2 separate regions of the Gossypium hirsutum genome follow, and region 2 is linked to region 1. The links are chromatin contacts, called in public Hi-C maps. All regions are on one chromosome and are shown on one strand. Each heading gives the region's core, a stretch centred on a gene start, on an enhancer-like site or on the middle of the called end of the contact. The rest is flanking DNA. Distances are from core to core; before and after follow the strand shown. Region 1 has its middle 3.9 kb from the start of LOC121214067. Region 2 has its middle 15 kb from the start of LOC107921315.

Evidence for each region. Hi-C and Micro-C count contacts between places; a contact is called where the count stands out from the background.
Region 2: a Hi-C map of leaf shows a contact between it and region 1, with 2.7 times the contacts expected there. The contact joins two enhancer-like sites. A contact is called at or near these places in 8 of 34 Hi-C or Micro-C datasets (callus, hypocotyl, leaf and 1 more).

The regions. Positions count from the first base shown.
Region 1 is chrD01:44,538,451-44,542,845 of Gossypium_hirsutum_v2.1, forward strand. It overlaps the pseudogene LOC107922252. Among protein-coding and RNA genes, the nearest start is that of LOC121214067, 3.9 kb to the left of the region's middle. Within about 2 kb of position 2,536, at least 3 of the 9 cell types and tissues checked have an H3K27ac peak or open chromatin away from gene starts, as enhancers often do. A contact at or near this core is called in hypocotyl and leaf, where this site is marked.
Region 2 is chrD01:44,740,165-44,744,559 of Gossypium_hirsutum_v2.1, forward strand. No RefSeq gene overlaps it. Among protein-coding and RNA genes, the nearest start is that of LOC107921315, 15 kb to the right of the region's middle. Within about 2 kb of position 2,292, at least 9 of the 9 cell types and tissues checked have an H3K27ac peak or open chromatin away from gene starts, as enhancers often do. A contact at or near this core is called in hypocotyl and leaf, where this site is marked.

The DNA.
Region 1 (4,395 bases), core at 1,286-3,785:
GTGATGGAATTGGTGGTGTTTTGAACAGCTTCTCGATGGAGTTTCTGAAGTTCCTTGGCAATTCCGGACACCCTTATGTTGGTTTTTTGGTTTTGTAAGAATTGTGACTGCACTTCATGCTTAATATCACTCACAATCCTCTTAAGTTCCATTGCTTCATTCACTTGGCCAACATACCTAGCATGCTGTGCACCTGCCTCCATCAGAACTCCTTTAATTTCCAGTGTGGATTCTCCAGACTGGAGTTTATCGGCCAAATCCAACGCGGTTTCGTGCTGATTATTAATGGCATTGATATCAATCGATCTTTTGGTTAGCAACAAGCTCACAATCTGAAAAGCAGAGGAAAACAGGATATCAGTTAAATCTTACAACTGCATAAGTTATGCCATTGCTGGTATGTGACAAACAGTGAGAGAGATACCTGTGGACGAGCCTTCCTCGTAGCTATATGCAATGCGGTATTCCCCTTTTTGTCTCGTTCATTCAGTAGTGAGTGATTGGCAAGCAATATTTCATCAACGACAGCCGGGCTCTGACCCTTCACCGCCATATGGAGCACGGTTTGGCCTTTCTTATCTTTGATGCTCACAATGCCTTGATCACAATCTGTAAGAGCTTATACTACATTAGTAAGGCCATACCTTGCAGCCGTATGCAATGCCGTCTTTCCATTTTTACGAACTATCCTAATGCAGCTTGGATCGGCACTCAATATCGCATTTACGACATCTAAATGACTTTTAACAGCTGCAAAATAAAGGGGGCTGGCATTCGTCGAGTCACATAGCTCACAAAGCTCCGGCCAAATTCCCAAAAGTTCCTTCGCCATACCTACAATGCACAAAACACTATATTTGGTCAATCACAATTCAGACACACACCGCGACAAAAAGCAATTAAAATCAAGATTTCCCTATTTCTCTTAAACCTTCCACCAGATGCATGTTTTCATGAAAATGGACCCTCTCCCAATTAAAATCAAGCTGAAATATAAAACCCAGATTGGCAAAACCAAATCATGATTGAGAAATCAGAACCATACCCAAGTTTCCTAACTTAGCAGCAACATGAAAAGAGTTAATATCAGAGTTGGACCTCATCTTTACAACCTCAACATCACAAAACTTGAGCAAGTAGCTGAAAATCTCCTGCAAATTGTTTTCTGCAGCAATGTATAAAGCAGTCTTCCCTGACTCATTTTGTGATGTCACCAGATTAGACACCGTCGATGATCCATTAGACGGTTCATCTTTTGTCAGCTTATCCAACATCTGCTTCACAGACTGAAGCTCCCCAGATTGAACAGCTGCAAAGAAAGACTGCTGAGTGAGGAACCGTAAAGACTTGGACTCCATTAAAGCTGCTTCCTTTTTTGGTTTAGTTGTAAATGATAATAGATCGATCTCTTGAATTTGTTTTTTAAATATGGTTATGGGTTTATCTGATGGATTGAGAAATATAATGGGGGGGGGTATCTGCCATTAACAATCGTGTCTCAGAGTTGACTGTTAAAGAAAAACAACCACCCGGTGTGAGATTATCCAACAAATATGTGGGTATTTTCACCTTTTGGAAATATGGGGTATAGCTTTGTAGTTGAAGTTGTAATGTATTTTTGTATTTGGAGTAATCAGAGTTTAAATGCTGTGAGATTCTAAGAATCCCAATTGTTGCTTTGTTCTGGTGGCTGTGACATCTTTTCACTTTTTGTTTATTTCCTTCTTTGGGTGAGGAATAATGGAGGGATAACTGTAAATTTATTCTCTAAAATTACTTTGTTTTTAATCGTTTTGTTCTTAATGTTTAAAATTCAATTAAATTGGGGACACGAATGTCGCAGCTCGTGTAGCAGTAAACTTGTTTTGTAAAAAATAATTTAACGAAAATTTGATAAATTACAATGCCAAAAATCAATTGTCGAATTTGAGTGGCAAAGCTAGAATGGCAAACTTGTTATTTGTTGTAATTATAATGACAAAAAAAGGAAAGCATCAATATGGACTGAACCCCACACGGAATTGGGAGCAAACCTGTAATCATTGGATTAAGGAGATTGATACATTACGTATGCTTTATTATAACCTAAAAAATTATTCATTAAATGTAATCAAGAGAACCCATATATAAAAGCATTTTTCGTCTAAGTTCAACTGGAATCTAAATTGTCATGCTTCCAATTAAGCCCAACTTCCTAATATTTCAAAAGTGCAAAAAGTATGTATTTTTAAATTATTAAACATTTATAAATATATTATAAATATAAAACGTATTAAAAATAAAAAATAAAAATTTAAAGCTCTAAAAATATTAAAATTTATTCAAAAAAAACTATATACTTTTTCAAAAAAAATATTAAAATATTATAGATTTCTTTTTGAAAAAAAGAATCTAATTTGGTTAACCGTAGCCTCTAATGACACCAAAGCTAAGCAAACATTCATGTCAAGGATCACAAGCCTCTCGAGGCTGGGCACCACATGGACTTCCGTAGGCTGTCATGAAGGAAGTGTTTATAACCATGAGGGTTACTAAAGCAGTGACCTGTTAAAAAAAGGTAGGTTACTACAACACAGGTAGCTTGGGTGAAGTCCACGTGGTGCTAGGCTTCCTGATCGCTTCTACCACTGAGAGGCTTGAGATCCTTAATGACGACCATCACATGCTTAGCTTAGTGTTGTCTAAGGCGATGGTTAACCACATTAGAATAATTTTCAAAATTTTGTTATAATATTTTTAAAAGTTTAGAATTTTTAATATTTTGTAACAATTTAATCATTTTTAAATTTTATAGTATTTTTTTGTTAATTTATTTTTAATTTGGTTGTAATTGGTATTGTTATTAAAGTAGGAGAATATGAGTTTGAGGGCGTTAAAAAATGCGTTTATCCTTCTATTTATGGGTGGAATATTGTATTAAAATTTTAAAGTTTTTAAATAACTTTTCTAAAATTCTATAGTTGTTTAGGTCATTTCAAATTTAGGTTATTTAGAGATTGAATCATATTGAGTTCAATTCTTTTTTTATTAGATTGTTTTCACTTAAATAATTTATTTTATATAGGTGTTGACATATTCATATATTTGTCGTGTTCATTTTATTTAATGATATAACATCTTTTAATAATTATCAATATTTTTTGCATCATGTTTGAGTTGATAATTTGTATAGTTTTATCATAGTAATTCCATTTTTTTACATAAACCCATAATAACTCAAATTATGCTACAAAATAACCAACATGAATCAAATAATGTTTAAAAATGAAACATTATTTATAGAATTTATTTTAAATTTTTAATAGATTTTTATTTTTAACAGGTAAAACTTTAGTTCTCAATATGCATAAATATATATTGTAATCATGACTGAAATTTTTAAAAAATATATTTGCAAGCAAAGCAGACAAAGTGCTAGAAGTAGTGTCAAAGACCAGTGTTAACTGCTTTAGGCATTGAGCATGAACAAGGTAGAAAAACAAAGAACATGCAATATGTTTACACAATTAGGTTTCTTTATGTCTACGAGGCATTACCGAGAGAGATAATCTTCTGTGTTAGCGACACGTACAACAAGTGATTTCAACCTTTAACACTCGCCAGATTAGACTCCTCACTTTTGCACGTAAGATCTAAACAACTCTCCTCTAAGTTTTCCCCTAAAAACTTTGGACATTAACCAAGTAACTCACTTGATTTTTCACTCAATTCACTCAAAAGAAATGTTCCTCAATAAACAAGAATAAGTACTCCAAGTTCAGTACATCACCTATACAAGTTTCCTCAATTTATAAGGAATTGATACTTGATAACATACTATATCAATTAGAATCAATCTTCTTATAAAACTAGTAGGATAACAAGCATAAAGAATATCTTCAATGAGGTCAAATAAGTCTTGAATCTTTAATATATACTTTCAAGTTTCACATGATTTGATCGAATCCCACCAAACTTGGGAAGTCAATTATCTTGATCCAAATCCAAACGATCTCCAAGATATGTTGTTATATGCACTTTGGATATCAAGATGGACTTGCAGTCGTCTAAAGTATTGGCTAGAATCAAAGCCCAAATATTTTTGTTGCAAAAATTTGTCAACTCATACATGGCAAGTTTCTGAGCTGAACAGTGCTAGATACCAATGGCCATTACTATTTGGCACTGCTCAAAAATTGTCTCAACAATCTCTCCCTTTGAAATTTGTTTGAACAAAACCACAATAGGAGAACATACTCAACAAAAGATACAAATGCTCCCCCAAGTTAACTCTCCCTTAATAAATTATACTTTACTAGTAACATAACCAAGCACATTAATCATTAATGCAAAAAGATGAGGATTGCATTAACAACCAAAATACTAAGAATTATATTATAATAAGTAAATTGGAAA
Region 2 (4,395 bases), core at 1,042-3,541, 200 kb after region 1:
TTATCTATATAACTGTTTCATTCGTTTTAAAATATTTTAAATACATGCATGCAAGCTCTAGACATAGTTGAATGTAGGTTGTGTTCTTAGGTGCATTTAATTCTAAAAAGGTTAAGTATACAGTAGTGAATCTCTAGGCAATAGGTAGACAATATTTTGATATGAACATTTCACCTGAATAATTCCAACCCTATTCATTCAACAACAGAAATACTCTTGATATTCTCTGTGATTTACCTTATCATTTTATTTGCCATATCAATTCTTTGTTTGTTATATTTAATTGCAATAATTCATTATTCAAGCTTCTTATTCACTCTAAGATTAATCTCTGATATTTTGGTATAGTTAACAGGATTATAATAACGTACTCAATTTCTTATCAGTTTCCGATCCCTGTGGAGACGATACTTACTTATCACTTTATTACTTGAATGACGTGTACACTTGCACAATTGCATTAGTTATTTTACACACAACAAATGTTATCAGAAACTCTGTATTTACTTTTGACAAATTTTGAGAAAGCCGGATGCTCAACCCAACCCGCTAAGAACTTGAAAGGACGTCTTTTGGACAAATAAGTCTCCGGCAACAAAGACAAGTATAAAGGTCTATGATCAGATGTAAGACACAACAAGTGAGTCAACATTGACTTTGGGAAGGTGAAATTTCATGCAATATTACAAATGGCCTTGTCCAAACGTTCCACCATTCCCCCTCTCTGCCAAGTGAACTGCGATCTCTTGAAACCCAAATCATGCAACTAAGCCGACTCCATAAAATCTCCAAAAAGAGAACACATTTTCCCTACAGTCTGCCCTCATCTCTTCTCATTAGAGGAAAGAATAGCGTTAAAGTCAACAACTGCCATTTATAAAGAATCGTCCATCAGAATCATACTATGCAAAGCCCCTAGGGATGTCTTCTTTTACGACTATCAGGGCTGCCATAAACAAAGGTGGTGAAAAAAGACTGTTTGAAGTTACTCCCAAAAACCTTAACAAGGACAAATTGGGAATGACTTTTGATAATCTCAACACAAAAAGAATCCCTCAAAACAATCCAAATACCACCCGAAAACCGTATTACTTCCACACAATTAGAACGCTGAAACCCGAGCTTCGAGATCATTGAATCGGCTTTTTCACCACTAGCCCTCATTTCTAAAAGGCCAATTAAACTCGGTCTGTGTTAACGGTTATATTCACGAAAAACATTGAGAAACTTCAAATTAGCACAACCCTGACAATTCCAAGATAAAATAGTAAAATTTATAAATAAAATTAAAAAAGTGGAGAAATAACCGACCACTAAGGCAAAACAGATGTACGGTCACCACCATCTTGAATGCCAGACTTAGCTGTTGAGAAAACCATTTCATCACTGAAGACCTTAACCATAGAATTCATGGCTTCCGCTAGTGAAACACGAGAATTATTGGCAAGTTTAAAACGATCCTCTCGTCCACAAATAGTCTTATTCAACGCTTTTCCGGATCGTCCATGTCCACTTTTAATCCGAAAACCTTACCCTTTAGAATAAATACGAGGGCTTTCACAGGCCACACTGTTCCCTCATTGGCTCTTTTTAAAATTTAATTGTGGGTCACTGTTCTCTTTAAAAATCACAGCAGAATCCAATAAATTGGGATTTAAAGTCACAACGGATTCTAAAGAACCTTCGAACATTGGATTAAAATGCAAGATGGGAGTTCCATCAAGTTTTACCAAGCCTGCTCTAGGAGTTTCGGCTGCTCCAAACCCACCGCTTTAGGTTCAACAATTAAATCCTGCTCCTGCTCCAAGCCCGCATCTTTTTGTCCAAAAACTAAATCTCTTTTTCGCTCCAAGCCCGCTGCTTTCTGTCCAGCCCACTCCAGGTGTTGCTGGCCCTTCGCCTGTTCTGGCCCAGCATCCAGGCCCCCTAGCGCTGCAGACCTCACCAAGCCCTATTTACTAATGTCTGTCCCAGGCTAGTAGGCCTCACCGACTTTTTTGGCCCGTTATTGCTTCTCTGGTCCAGCGACAACTTTCCCATGTTTTCCTTCTCCACCGACCCAGCTTTTGATCCCCTCAAAATTGTCTTTTAAGTTTTTAGCAAAATCCCTCCATAGGAAATTAATTCCCAAACTTTCGGATTCTTCACCCTCAAATCTCGTTAAATCAATTTCCAGCGCAGTAAATTTGAAAGTCGTTTGAAATTTTTCCGGGATCTTAGCTTAATGATTCCTATTCCTAGCTTGATTGCGTCGTGATTTACGTTTAACAACCATCTAAGGGTCGAAGGCTTTCCCTGTCTTTGCTGGAGCAGAGCCATTCACCGCCGAATCAGAGGCTACCCCTTGACTGCTAATTGTGATCTTACCTGTCAAAGAAAAAGGACAAACATTTTTCAAATGTCCACAAGAAAAACAAACCACAGGTAGAGCCTCAAACTCTACTCTTTGTATCCTGCCATTAATCAGAACGTGTGAGGTTAACGATTTCTCTAAGTCAATGAACTCCGCCATCCTAGCGAACTGATCCTCGTCCCACTACCTGTTTTAATGTCCATTTTGGCCACTTTCCTGACCAACCCTCCGGTTTCCTCTGATACTCATTTCCTGTACAGAAATCCTGGTAATCCCAAGAATCGGATCTAGGCCAGAACCACACTAGGGAAAGGCCTCAACGGATTAAAATCAATCGTCCACGGCTGAATTGTGAGATAGTGGCCAAAAACCACCCAAGGTCCTTGTGTCAAAACCATCTCGTAATCATCTGTCTTGAAAACGAACCAAGTAGTATTCATTTTCCACATCCATTAATCGAAAGGGCTTAGATGGTTTCCAAAGACTCGAAATTCAGTTGAAAAATACACCATATCCAATATTACCCCCCAACAATTTTACCACCACCGTGGTTTCCATGTCTTTGACCAAAATTTTCTTGATTCTATCAGAGAATCCAATGGCAGGGATACCATAAACAGTGGATCTAAGGATGTCTCCATCTTCAAAATCGAAGTCCCCATCAAAAGTCTCGCTCGGGTTCATGGAGGAGACCAAAGATCTAGAACTTTTTCCCCCAAGCAATTTATCCTTCCACGAAGCCCCACTCACCAGGGCCATGTCCACCAGACTATTTTTTTGGTGGTACGGTCTTCGTTAGAACCATCGCCGTCACTCAGACAATCACCAGACTATTATGACTCTTTTTTACTTTTTTAAATTTGTATAAATTTAGCAAACTATTAAAATTATTTTCTCCTTTTTGAATTATTAAGACTCTTCACTTTTAAAAATTTATATTAAATTGATAATTTTATCAAATCAATTTATACTTGTTTTTTTATATAATTTTTAATTTAATTTAATTATTTTATATTATTTAAGTAAGGTTATAATTAAAAAATTATCTATGCAAATAATTTACTTTCATTTCCACACATTAATCAGACAAGAAATAAAATTTGTTTATCTTTCTTTTATTATTAATTATCCAAATATAGGATTAAATAAGAATATTACTATTGATTATTTATTAATAATTTTTTATTTAAATTTAATCAGTTAAGTTAATACAATATGACGAAAAAAATAAAAAGATCTGATAAAGTATATTGATTTCTCCAAAATTTATTGATCTACGTTGTTTTTGGAGAGAAAAAGGAAAGCACAATCTACAGGGCGTGCTTTTGCTGCCACATCAGTGAAAATGCACTCTGTAGAACGCGTTTTCAGAAGAGAGAATAAAAACATTCTCGGTAGGGCGTGTTTTCCTTCCAATAGTAACTTTTCCAACGGCTATAAGGATTCCAACAACCATAAAATTTCTTATATAAACCCCTCCAAACTTCATTCTTTTCAACCAAATACTAAATCCTCATTCTTCCATCTTATGTTCTCAATCCTCAATTTTTAGTTTTCAATTTTTGATCCTCGATTATTATTTTTTATTATTCTCTTCGATTTTTTTATTCGTTATAATTTTTAAAAGGCAAATCAGCTTATTCGTTTGGATGACAAGCATATTTCCAGTATTCAATTACAAATGGTAAGAAAATTTATTAAATTATTTAATTTTAAATAGTTAATTATTATATTGTTTAGATTATTATTTTTTTATGTTTTACTCAGCTCGAGGATCGGATTTTGGAGACATACATAAACAATCTAAGAGAAGGTGTACTGGATGTCATTTATGGACACTTACGAGATGCATGATTTTTATATGTGGCTTGCATCACTACACCAAAACAGACTTTTAGCGGCATATTTTGTGGCGTTTGGATGGAAAACGCCGCTAAAAATCGAGCATTAGCGGCGCAAAAAATAAAACGCCACTAAATATTTGGCATTAGCGGCGTTTCCATCAAAACGCCGTAAAAGAACATCACTAGCGGCGTTTTTGG